Linked DNA regions of Macaca mulatta: all the other regions are linked to region 3. The links are chromatin contacts, called in public Hi-C maps. All regions are on one chromosome and are shown on one strand. Each heading gives the region's core, a stretch centred on a gene start, on an enhancer-like site or on the middle of the called end of the contact. The rest is flanking DNA. Distances are from core to core; before and after follow the strand shown. Region 1 holds the start of PNKP (polynucleotide kinase 3'-phosphatase). Region 2 holds the start of AP2A1 (adaptor related protein complex 2 subunit alpha 1). Region 3 holds the start of FUZ (fuzzy planar cell polarity protein).

Evidence for each region. Hi-C and Micro-C count contacts between places; a contact is called where the count stands out from the background.
Region 1: a Hi-C map of fetal cortex germinal zone shows a contact between it and region 3, with 2.3 times the contacts expected there. The contact joins the promoter of PNKP here to the promoter of FUZ in region 3. A contact is called at or near these places in 3 of 14 Hi-C or Micro-C datasets (CD4 T cells, fetal cortex germinal zone and liver).
Region 2: a contact with region 3 is called in a Hi-C map of fetal cortex germinal zone, with 1.8 times the contacts expected there. The contact joins the promoter of AP2A1 here to the promoter of FUZ in region 3. A contact is called at or near these places in 3 of 14 Hi-C or Micro-C datasets (CD4 T cells, cortical neurons and fetal cortex germinal zone).

The regions. Positions count from the first base shown.
Region 1 is chr19:62,329,960-62,333,605 of T2T-MMU8v2.0, forward strand. It overlaps PNKP (polynucleotide kinase 3'-phosphatase), which reads right to left and starts at 1,500. Exons shown (of 17, transcript XM_015124622.3): 1 at 1,414-1,500; 2 at 1,002-1,165; 3 at 337-383. The coding sequence starts at 1,152. All of the region lies in intron 12 of VRK3 (VRK serine/threonine kinase 3), which reads right to left. It overlaps AKT1S1 (AKT1 substrate 1), which reads right to left. Exons shown (of 5, transcript XM_028838832.2): 5 at 2,706-3,646. The coding sequence ends at 3,528.
Region 2 is chr19:62,232,280-62,236,131 of T2T-MMU8v2.0, forward strand. AP2A1 (adaptor related protein complex 2 subunit alpha 1) reads left to right here and starts at 1,360. Exons shown (of 33, transcript NM_001266208.2): 1 at 1,360-1,559. The coding sequence starts at 1,493. It overlaps LOC144337270 (a long non-coding RNA gene), which reads left to right and starts at 1,717. Exons shown (of 2, transcript XR_013410125.1): 1 at 1,717-1,885.
Region 3 is chr19:62,281,573-62,285,178 of T2T-MMU8v2.0, forward strand. It overlaps FUZ (fuzzy planar cell polarity protein), which reads right to left and starts at 1,784. Exons shown (of 12, transcript XM_077981024.1): 1 at 1,184-1,784. MED25 (mediator complex subunit 25) reads left to right here and starts at 2,122. Exons shown (of 18, transcript XM_077980863.1): 1 at 2,122-2,244; 2 at 2,362-2,448.

The DNA of each region.
Region 1 (3,646 bases), core at 250-2,749, 48 kb after region 3:
CCCAGGCTGAAGTACAGTGTGGTGATCACTGCTCACTGCACCCTAGACCTACTGGGCTCAAGGGATCCTCTCGATTAGCTGGAACTACAAGGACGCGCCACCATCCCCGCTAATTTTTTATAGAGACAGGTTTCACCATGTCGCTCAGGCTGGTCTCGAACTCCTGGGTTCAAGCGATCTGCCCGCCTCGGCCTCCCAAAGTGCTGGGATTACAGGCTTGAGCCACAACGCCCGGCCCCAATCAGATTTTCCTAATGTACCACTTCACTGATGGCTTGCAATTCCTCCCCAAATCCCATCCCCAGGCCTTGCTGCCCCTTGCAGAGGCACTGATACCTGTTTCACTGCCACTGTCCGGGTCTCAGGATCTGCGACCAGTTCCACTGAGGATAGGAGGGATGGAGTCAGGATTTGCATCCTTGTGTGATTGGTTCCCTCATTTCTGGGGAGTGTGGCCTGCTTCAGGCTATAGCATCCATTCCGGAGGGAGTCAGAGGCAGTTTATTTCTACACGGGATTGGCTCCTTGACATGTAGTAGCCAGATGGTGGCACTAGGATTGCCTGACACTGGTCCTTCCTTGTAAGGGACAGGGAAGTACTTTTCTCTATAGAATTGGTTTCCTCCTTTACAAAAAATGTGGCTAGATACAGGTCCGGGACTTGGCCTGTTACCATCCATCCCAACCTAGTGACATTTATTTTTCTCCATAGGATAATTTTTCTCTTGACAAGGGTCGTCGCCTGTTTCTGGATTTCCAGATGGCCTAAGTATCATCCGCGCAGTGAACATCCTCCCGAAATTGGCTCGATCCCCTCTCCCCCAAAGGATCTAGCTAATTCTAAATCAAGCACAAACTTTCTCTTCCTGTGCGCCCTACAGAGCACCTTCTGACTTCGGGGCTGCCGGCACCACGCAATCCCGCGTAGCAGCCAAGCGTCCCTCTGGATTGTTCTCACTTTTGCAACAGGCCACACCCCCTCCAGCTCAGGCCCCGCCCACCTTGAGTCCTGGAGCACTTCCGGTCCGTGACCTGGGTCAGGGGTCCCCTGCCCAGGACCAGGGCTTGCCCGTCCGAGGGCAGGAAGATGGGAGGCGCTCCCCCAGGGGGGCTCTCGAGCCACAAGCGGCCCGGGGCCTTCACCTCGCCCATCCTGGGTGCCAGCCTGGGGAGCAGGTAAACGGGCTTGAGTGGCGCACAGCTCCAGTTTGCTACAGGAAGTCCCACTTCCTCCCACCTCCACTAGAACTTTCCCCATCATTAACTGCTTCGGAAGTCCCACCCCCTCGCCTGCCGCGGCTCGCGCCGTTTCCCAGGCGACGACGCGTGCTCCATCCCCACGAGTTGGAATCCCCACTTCCCAAGGCACAGGCAGATAGCCTCGCACATGCCCCCGCCCCGCCCTGTACTCACCCGGGACCGCTGCTCTGGCTCACGGCCACTTCCGACCAGGGAGGTCCTGCCCTAGGCGCCCCGCTTGCAACACGGCCGGCGGCGCTCAGTTCCTCGGCGGACGGAAATGACTCGTGCCCTCGAGGGGGGCGGGGCCTGGGTTCCTCCCACGGCAGCCACGCCCCTTGCCCGACCCACTTTCCCTAGGATCCCTCCACAGCCCTGACCTTCACGTCTTGCTGCAACGCGAGGCTCAGACCGGTAGCGGGGACTGGATCCTTCGTTAGCAGATTTGCCTCTTTCTAACTTGACTTCTAATTTTCATCCCAGGGAGGAAGCTTTTTTTCCCATCTGATGGTCATTGTCAGTCAAGGAAACCTCCGCCCACGACAGCGCCCCTAAATCCTTCTTTGGTATTACCCTCCATGTTCTAGTTTCCTCATCTATAAAGGGGATGATCCTTTCCACTTCGTGGGGTTACCATGACGATTAAAGGCACTAACACGTCACAAAAGCTTTAAAAAATGTTTGGGTGGTAGTAAGCCCTGTTTAAATCTTATTTAGTGTTAGCATTCTTCCGGTAGTGGTCTGGTGGGAGATTACGTTTACCTGGTCCTAATTTCGAAGGTGGTTTCCACCTGCTTTCTAACCTCCAGCCATTTTTTTTTTTTTTTTTTTTTTGGAGAAGGGGTCTCACTGTGCTGCCCAGGCTGATCTCGACCTCCTGGCGTCCTGTGATCGTCCCGCCTCGGCCTCCCAGCGTGTTGGCCTTATAGGCGTGAGGCACCAAGCCCAGCTGCTCCAGTCCTTTTATAATAGAAGACTCCCGGCTGGAGTTCCTGGCTTTGCTGGTGAATATGTGGCCTCCTCTGGCTCCAACCATCACCCCAAGATTGGGGTCCATGGTCACACAAGACTGGAATGCTCTCTTCCACCCCATGAACCTCTTGTCTTCATATGTATAAAATGGGCACAGAGCCAGGCGCGGTGGCTGACTCCTGTAATCCCAGCACTTTGGGAGGCCGAGGCGGGTAGATCATTTGAGGTCAGGAGTTCGAGACCAGCGTGGCCAACATGGTGAAACCCTGTTTCTACTGAAAATACAAAAATTATCCGGGCGGCAGTGGCGCGTAATCCCAGCTACTCGGGAGGTTGAGGCAGGAGAATCACTTGAACCTGAGCGAGAGTGGGACCCTGTCTCAAAAATAAATAAAATGGACACAGTCATTCCAACCCCCAGCTGTTCACTGATAATCAGACGTTGCCATTCGGTTTCAGAAAATGTTGAATGAACACTCACGACACACCACACATTTATCTGTCAGAGGTAAAACTCTTTAATCTCAGAGCGCCCTTCCCAACTGCCAATCCCCCAACCCCTCACTCTCTCCCCTACACCAGGGCCGGAGAGTGAGGGCCCCTGCCCCCCACCTTGGGTGGACGAGGGCCCTTTAAGGCACCTGTGGAGGTGGGGGGCGAGGGACGGGAGCTGGTACCATCCTGGATGCAGGGACGGGCTTCGATTGGCAGGCTGTTGTGGGGATGGATGGAACCAATGAAAGGGGGTGCCAGAGGCAACGACCCCAGCCCCCGTAGTGTAAAGAATGTAAATTGAAGGCCCCAGGCCAATTCTGGGAACAGGAGGGCTTGGCCACGCCCCCACAGGAAGCTGGAGCCAATCAGGAGGGACAACTCAGGAAAAGCGGACGATGACTATGCGGAGACTGGTCAAGCCCTTTAAAGGATTCGAGCCAATCAAAAATAAGAGCTGCCCAGCGACTAGGGGATGGAGCCAATGACGTGCGAGCAAAGCCCTTGTCGCTAGGCGAAAAACAACGGAATTGACCCATTTAGAGCTTAGAACTGAACGAGCCAATCCCTTAATAGAAGGAATCTGTCGCTAGGCGGAGAGGCGCGACAGACCCAATCGGGAAACGGGACAGATCCCGCTCCTCGGCGCGGGAGGTCATGGGCTGGAAGGGCGACGTGGATTGGCAGAGGCGGCTCAATCCTGGGAACCGGAGACGCAAGGAGGCGGGTCCCGGATCGGCCTCAGATTGGCTGGCCCCGGGAGTGGGGCGGGGGCGTAGTGTGGGACGGGGCGGATGAGGCCCGGGACGCTCCCTCCCTGGGCCTCAGTATTTCCGCTTCAGCTTCTGGAAGTCGCTGGTGTTAAGCCGCGGCCGTGGCAGGTCCCCGAAGACCTGGGTGTCCTCGGCCTCTCTCAGCACCAGCGCGCGCATGCTTGCCGCGA
Region 2 (3,852 bases), core at 110-2,609, 50 kb before region 3:
GTTCTTGAAAACTCTTCAAGGCCAGGTCCCATTCTTGCCCAGAAGGAGTTCCCAGTCTGGAGGAAAGAATTAATTTTGGTTTGATATCTGCTACAATGGAGGCTGCCCGAGAGATGCTGTGGTTGGACAAAAAAAAAAAAAAGGGCAACATATATTGAAAAGTAAGCCAAGATATGGTTTACATTTATTTCTGCTTTTTCACTTACAAGCTATGTGGCCCTGGGCAAGTCATTCACCCTCTCGACCTAAGGTTTATTTATTTATTTATTTTGAGACGGAGTCTCGCTCTGTCGCCCAGGCTGGAGTGCAGTGGCCGGATCTCAGCTCACTGCAAGCTCCGCCCCCCAGGTTCACGCCATTCTCCTGCCTCAGCCTCCCGAGTAGCTGGGACTATAGGCGCCCGCCACCTCGCCCGGCTAGTTTTTTTGTATTTTTTAGTAGAGACGGGGTTTCACCGTGTTAGCCAGGATGGTCTCGATCTCCTGACCTCGTGATCCGCCCGTCTCGGCCTCCCAAAGTGCTGGGATTACAGGCGTGAGCCACCGCGCCCGGCTCGACCTAAGGTTTAACCTCTGCTTAATGGGACTAGACTTGAATTACTGTTTTTCACTCTGAGATTCTAGGTCTCCTGACAACTCAAGTCCCGACACGTTGGCTGCAGAGAAGGGGGGAGGGGAGGAAGGCTTCCTAGAAGAGGATTTTAGCAGTCGGGGGTGACAGTAGATGGAGAAAGGGAACACTGAGACGCTTGCGCAGTAAACACCGCACGCTCTCTTGCCCCGCCCAACCCCTTCTCTGCAGCAGGGAATTGCAGGCGTCGCTCCACCTATCCCAGCCGAGCGGAGTGACACCCTCTCTCGTTCCTTCTCTACTGATCTTCGCCTTCCGCCCGCCCCACAGCCGCCCAATAGAGAGCTGAAGTAGGACAGATCTCGCCAATCCGCGACGCCTGAGGGGGAGGTCTACCCGTTCATTGGTCCCAGTCAACCTAAGTCCCGCCTCCTAGTCCCGTTCCCCGCCTTCCTTCACGACCCTCCCTCCCTCCTTGGAGGGCCGCTAGATCCAATCAGTGTTTGACCTGGCCGCGCGAAGGGGGCGGGTCCATGATGCGCAATCGAACCCCGCCCGTCTCTTGGGCAACGCCTCCTCCCCCCCTTCTCATTCCCAAACGGAAATAGCGGAACAGTGGACCAATGGCAGCGTCGTGCCTTTGCTTAGCGGCCAATGAGAGAGGAAGTGGGGAGAAACGCGAGTGTGAGCGGCAGGAGCCCAAACCAATGGGAGCTCAGAGCTCCGGACGGCGGGCGGAGGGGAGGGGCAGGGGGCGGTGCCACGGCCTGCCAGCCCGCCCGCCCGCCCGCCAGCCAGCCCTCCCCGCGGCCGGCTGGGCTCCCTGGCGCTGCCTGGGGTCCTTTCCGCCCGGTCCCCGCTTGCCAGCCCCCGCTGCTGTGTGCCCTGTCCGGCCAGGCCTGGAGCCGACACCACCGCCATCATGCCGGCCGTGTCCAAGGGCGATGGGATGCGGGGGCTCGCTGTGTTCATCTCCGACATCCGGAACTGTGAGCGCGCGGCCGGGGGACACTGGAGACGCGGGGGAGGGGGGAGCGTGAAACTGAGGGGTTTGGGGGTCACAGAGGGACCCGGGGGATCAAAAGCTCTACGGTCGTAGAAAAAGAGCATAGATGGGCCCCGGGATGAACTTTAGGGTGGGGGGCACGCAGGGGCTTGGGGTGTCATAGAGTGCCTCTTGAGGTGACGACACGGAGTAGCTAGAGGGGTCCGGGAGGGCTTGAAAGGGGAGGAGGACAGTGAGGTCCCGGGGATGGGAGCATAGAGGTGTCCCCTGGGAAAGACTGAAAAGCTGGGGGATCGTACAAACGATGGGGTTAGAGGGATTCCTAATGTAGGGAAGAAGGGAAAGAAGTGCATGGTGGGGGTGCCCTGTGGAGCGATGGAATGGGAGGAAGCCAGAGGGGACCTGGAGGAAGTGGAATGCCGGAAGCCTAATGGAGCAGGGCTTGAGGGCCTGGGATAGGGGGTGTCATACAGGGGAAAGGGGTTAGATAGGTCACCGAGGCTCCTGGCCAGTGGTATAGAGGAGGCCTGAGAGTGGGTGAAAGTCCACGCGTTTGGGGCGGGGAGATGATGGGAGGGGGAGACTATAAGGACACCCTGGTGAGGGATAGAGGGGCTTCAGGGTGGGAGATTGCTTAGAAGATATGGAAGGCAGTGGGGAGGGGGCTAGAGGGGCAGCTGAGGGGAAAGGAGGGACCCAAGGAACACAGAGGAAAAGAGCTGCTGGTGTAAGGTCTTGGGAGAACCTGTGACAGGGAACGGGGGCCTGGAAAGGAGAGGACGTTAGAGTGGCGGGTTGGGGGAAGGGCAGAAGAAGGAGCGCCCAGACCTCAAGGAAGGCGTTGGGTTCTGAAGTGCTTGAGGGGTAGAGATCTGGAAAGCTGGGGATAGGGGAAGTCTAATCCCAGAGAGAGGTCAGGGGTCAGGCAGCAGGACAGGCAGGGATCTGAGCCCTTTTCTGTTTGACCACAGTAATATGGGGACAGTGGTCCCTGCCAGGAAGAGTTGTCGTGACAATGAAGCCTGGCGGCAAGTCAGTTCTCAACTCCTGGGAATGGCTGTTGGAGATTGGAGCTGCCAGGAGTCTTCAGAGGCTGTATCCGCGTGGGCTCTGGGGTCAGCCAGACTTGGGTTTGCGTTTGAGCACTGCCACTCCCTAGCTCTGTGACCTTGAATGAGGGACTTCACCCCTCGGTTTCCTCATCTGTCAAGAGAGACTGCTGATCGTATCTTCCTGAGGGGCTTGTGACAATGCCTGTGAGTCAGGCCTTTCACGCGTTCCAGGCCCCAGATGGAACTTGGCTATTGTTTTTCCTCCGCTGGCTCTGAACAGCAGCTCTGTAAAGTACCCAGTGATTGTTGTTGTTTTAGAATTTAACTGTTATGGAAGGATCTGGCATGTAGTAGGTGCTCAGGGAACAGGAGGGTGGAAACGGTTGGGTATCAGTTGAAGGAGAAATGATCACTTGTTATGACAAGGGGCGGAGCGATGGGGGTTGTGGAATAGCTGGGGGCCACTGTTAGCAGATATACGCTGCCTTTGTTACCCACCAGGGATGTGAATCCCTACGAGTCATTTAACCTCTTTCAGGACGTCTTCTTGTCTGCAAACTTCATTCATAACAGCGTCTTGCCTCTGAAGGCTCATTTATTCATTCATTCACTTGACAAATACTTTTTGATCGCTCTAGTGTTGTCCAGGCCGTGTTCTAGGCGCTGGGATGACAATAATGAACAGAAACTCCTGTTCTTGCCGGGTGCGGTGGCTCACGCCTATAATCCCAGCGCTTTGGGAGGCCGAGGCAGGCGGATCACCTGAGGTCAGGAGTTCAAGACCAACCTGGCCAACATGGTGAAACTCCGTCTCTACTAAAAATGCAAGAATTAGCCAGGTGTGGTGATGGGTGCCTGTAATCCCAGCTACTCAGGAGGCTGAGACAGGAGAATCGCTTGAACCCGGGAGGCGGAGGTTGCAGTGAGCCGAGATCACACCATTGCACTCCAGGCTGGGCAACAAGAGTGAAACTCCATCTCCAAAAATAAAAAAAAAGAAAAAGAAACTCCTGTTCTTGGGAGCTCCCTTCCCCGAGGAAGACAGAACATATGCACAGGGAACACCCTGAGATACAACCTCAGGACCTGACTGGTGCTGTGAAGAAAAATGAGGAAATGGGCAGGAGAGGGACTGGGATTGAGAGGGTACTCAGTAGGCCTCATGAAAGAAGTCAGAGCTGAGTGGAGCAAGCCCTTTGGATTTTGGAGGAAAGGGGTCCTGGC
Region 3 (3,606 bases), core at 534-3,033:
TTTCTTTTTTTTTTTTTTTTTTTTTTGAGACGGAGTCTCGCTCTGTCACCCAGGCTGGAGTGCAGTGGCCGGATCTCAGCTCACTGCAAGCTCCGCCTCCCGGGTTTACGCCATTCTCCGGCCTCAGCCTCCCGAGTAGCTGGGACTACAGGCGCCCGCCACCTCGCCCGGCTAGTTTTTTGTATTTCTTAATAGAGACGGGGTTTCACCGTGTTAGCCAGGATGGTCTCGATCTCCTGACCTCGTGATCTGCCCGCCTCGGCCTCCCAAAGTGCTGGGATTACAGGCGTGAGCCACGGCATCCGGTCCGGGTCAGGTTTCTTTCTATTAAAGTAAATATAAAGTGGCAGGGCACAGTGGCTAACACCTGGGATTGCTTCAGCCCAGGAGTTTGAGACATGCCAGGGCAACATAGTGAGACCCCATCTCTACAAAAAATTTAAAAATTAGGCCGGGCGCGGTGACTCATGCCTGTAATCCCAGCACTTTGGGAGGCCGAGGCCGGCGGATCACGAGGTCAGGAGATCGAGACCATCCTGGCTAACACGGTGAAACGCCATCTCTACTAAAAATACAAAAACAAAAAACAAGCCAGGCGTGGTGGTGGGCGCCTGTAGTCCCACGTACACGGGAGGCTGAGGCAGGAGAATGGCGTGAACCCGGGAGGCGGAGCTTGCAGTGAGCCGAGATTGCGCCACTGCACTCCAGCCTGGGAGATAGAGCGATACAACGTCTCAAAAAAAAAAAAAAAAAAAAATTAAAAATTAGCTGGGAGTGGTGGTGCGCGGCTGTGGTCCCAGCTGCTCTACAGGCAGAAGAGTGGCTCCAGTGCGAGCACTAGAGGCTGCCGTGAGCCAAGATTGGGCCACTGCACTCCAACCTGCACAACAGAAAGAGACCTTGTCTCAAAAAATAAAAATTAAAATTAAAAAGATAATAGTAATGCAGTGTTTCTATTTTTCTATATTATTCATCAATAAGATTTGTGTAGCACATTTCTGTCAACAAACACGTTAGATTATTCCAGTTGGTAGTGTATTTTTCAACTTGGTTTATGCAGTCTTTTGGGAAAAATTAATAAAGACTACGTTTTCTGACTTTGCTGTAGTGCTAAGAAACTCAATGGCAGTCATTAAGATTTTTTTCCTTCAGATAGTTTTCGAGTTTCATTTGTCGCACTTACATTTTTAATCTACCTGGAATGTATTTATGTTCTAGGCCAGTTTCTGGCTCCTCTCCCGGAAAACAACGCTCAGGTGTTGCTAAGCAACCCACACTTGGGTTGGTATTCGGCTTCTTTTCAGGGGGAAAACAACTGCCCTCCCTTCCAAGTTGAGGACGACCTTAAAGCGTTGCCTAGTAACCTCGTTTCCGCCGATGTGATTGGATCCTTCTCGCCTCCCTCCCCCAGTCCGCCCGCCCAAAAGAACAGAATCAGAAACTTAATCTAACGGTTAGAAAACAAGGGCAGAGGTCCCGGCGCTGTGGCTCAGGACTGTAATCTTAGCACTTTGGGAATCCAAGGCGGGCGAATCACTTGAGGTCAGGAGTTCGAGAACAGCCTGGCCCACATGGTGAAACCCTTTCTCTACTAAAAATACAAAAATTAGCGGAGCCTGGTGGCGGGCACCTGTAATCCCAGCTACTCGGAAGGCTGAGGCAGGAGAATCGCTTGAACCCGGGAGGCGGAGGTTGTAGTGAGCCGAGATCGCGCCACTGCACTTCAGCCTGGGCGACAGGGCGAGACTCCCCTTTCGAAAACAAAGGAAACAAAACACAAAAACGAAAACAAGGGCAGCGTACGCGTTGCATAGCAACCAGGTCTCCCGCCCCTCCCTTTGAGACAAGAGGCGGACCCAGACGCCCCGCTCAAAGATGGCGGCTGACTGAGCCGCTTTCAATTTATTTCGCTCTTGAGAATCCTGACAAGAATTCCGTCGAACCCATCAGGCCCCTAAAAGGGCTAACTATGCCCTTTCTGAGTTTTCCACGCGGTGGAGGCGAAGGAGGATGGAGCTAGAACGAAGCCTCAGCGCGTGCCCCGCACAAACATGGCCGCATTCCCAGCGTCCCTAAACCGCCCGGCGCGGGTGCGCGCGCAGCGCAGGCGCATTTCCGCTCATTCCGCGGTGTCGGCTGCGGCGGCTGTGGCGGTGGCGGCTACCGCACGGGGTATGGTCCCCGGGTCCGAGGGCCCGGCCCGCGCCGGGGGCCTGGTGGCCGACGTGGTGTTTGTGATTGAGGGTACGGCCAACCTGGGACCCTACTTCGAGGGACTCCGCAAGCACTACCTGCTGCCGGCCATCGAGTGAGTGCCGTTTCCGCGGCTCTAATCCCGCCCTCCCATTTCAGTTTCCACAGCTTCTTGCCTGACTCCGACCTTTCACCTCCGACCCTCACAGGTATTTTAATGGTGGTCCTCCTGCTGAGACGGACTTCGGGGGAGACGTGAGTCTTGGGACTCCTGGGTCTGAGGGAGGAGGGGCTGGGGGCCTGGACTCCTGGGTCTGAGGGAGGAGGAGTTCGGGGTCTGGACTCCTGGGTCTGAGGGAGGAGGAGTTCGGGGTCTGGACTACTGGGTCTGAGGGAGGAGGAGTTCGGGGTCTGGACTCCTGGGTCTGAGGGAGGAGGAGTTCGGGGTCTGGACTCCTGGGTCTGAGGGAGGAGGAGTTCGGGGTCTGGACTACTGGGTCTGAGGGAGGAGGAGTTCGGGGTCTGGACTCCTGGGTCTGAGGGAGGAGGAGTTCGGGGTCTGGACTACTGGGTCTGAGGGAGGAGGGGTTCGGGGTCTGGACTCCTGGGTCTGAGGGAGGAGGGGCTGGGGGCCTGGACTCCTGGGTCTGAGGGAGGAGGGGACTGGGGGTCTGGACTCCTGGGTCTGAGGGAGGAGGGGCTGGGGGCCTGGACTCCTGGGTCTGAGGGAGGAGGAGTTCGGGGTCTGGACTACTGGGTCTGAGGGAGGAGGGGTTCGGGGTCTGGACTCCTGGGTCTGAGGGAGGAGGGGCTGGGGGCCTGGACTCCTGGGTCTGAGGGAGGAGGGGCTGGGGGCCTGGACTCCTGGGTCTGAGGGAGGAGGGGTTCGGGGTCTGGACTCCTGGGTCTGAGGGAGGAGGGGCTGGGGGCCTGGACTCCTGGGTCTGAGGGAGGAGGGGTTCGGGGTCTGGACTCCTGGGTCTGAGGGAGGAGGAGGGGCCTGGACTCCTGGGTCTGAGGGAGGAGGAGGGGTCTGGACTACTGGGTCTGAGGGAGGAGGGGTTCGGGGTCTGGACTCCTGGGTCTGAGGGAGGAGGAGGGGCCTGGACTCCTGGGTCTGAGGGAGGAGGAGTTCGGGGTCTGGACTCCTGGGTCTGAGGGAGGAGGGACAGGGGTCTGGACTCCTGGGTCTGAGGGAGGAGGGGATGGGGCTGAGATTCCTGGGTCTGAGGAAGGAGGAAGTTGAGGAGTTCCTGGTTCTGGAGGAACAGGAAGCTGGGAGCCCTGATTCCTTCTCTGAGGGAAAAGAGAATGGAGATCCCAGATTAAAAGTTTTTCTGGGCCGGGCGTGGTGGCTCAAGCCTGTAATCCCAGCACTTTGGGAGGCCGAGACGGGCGGATCACGAGGTCGGG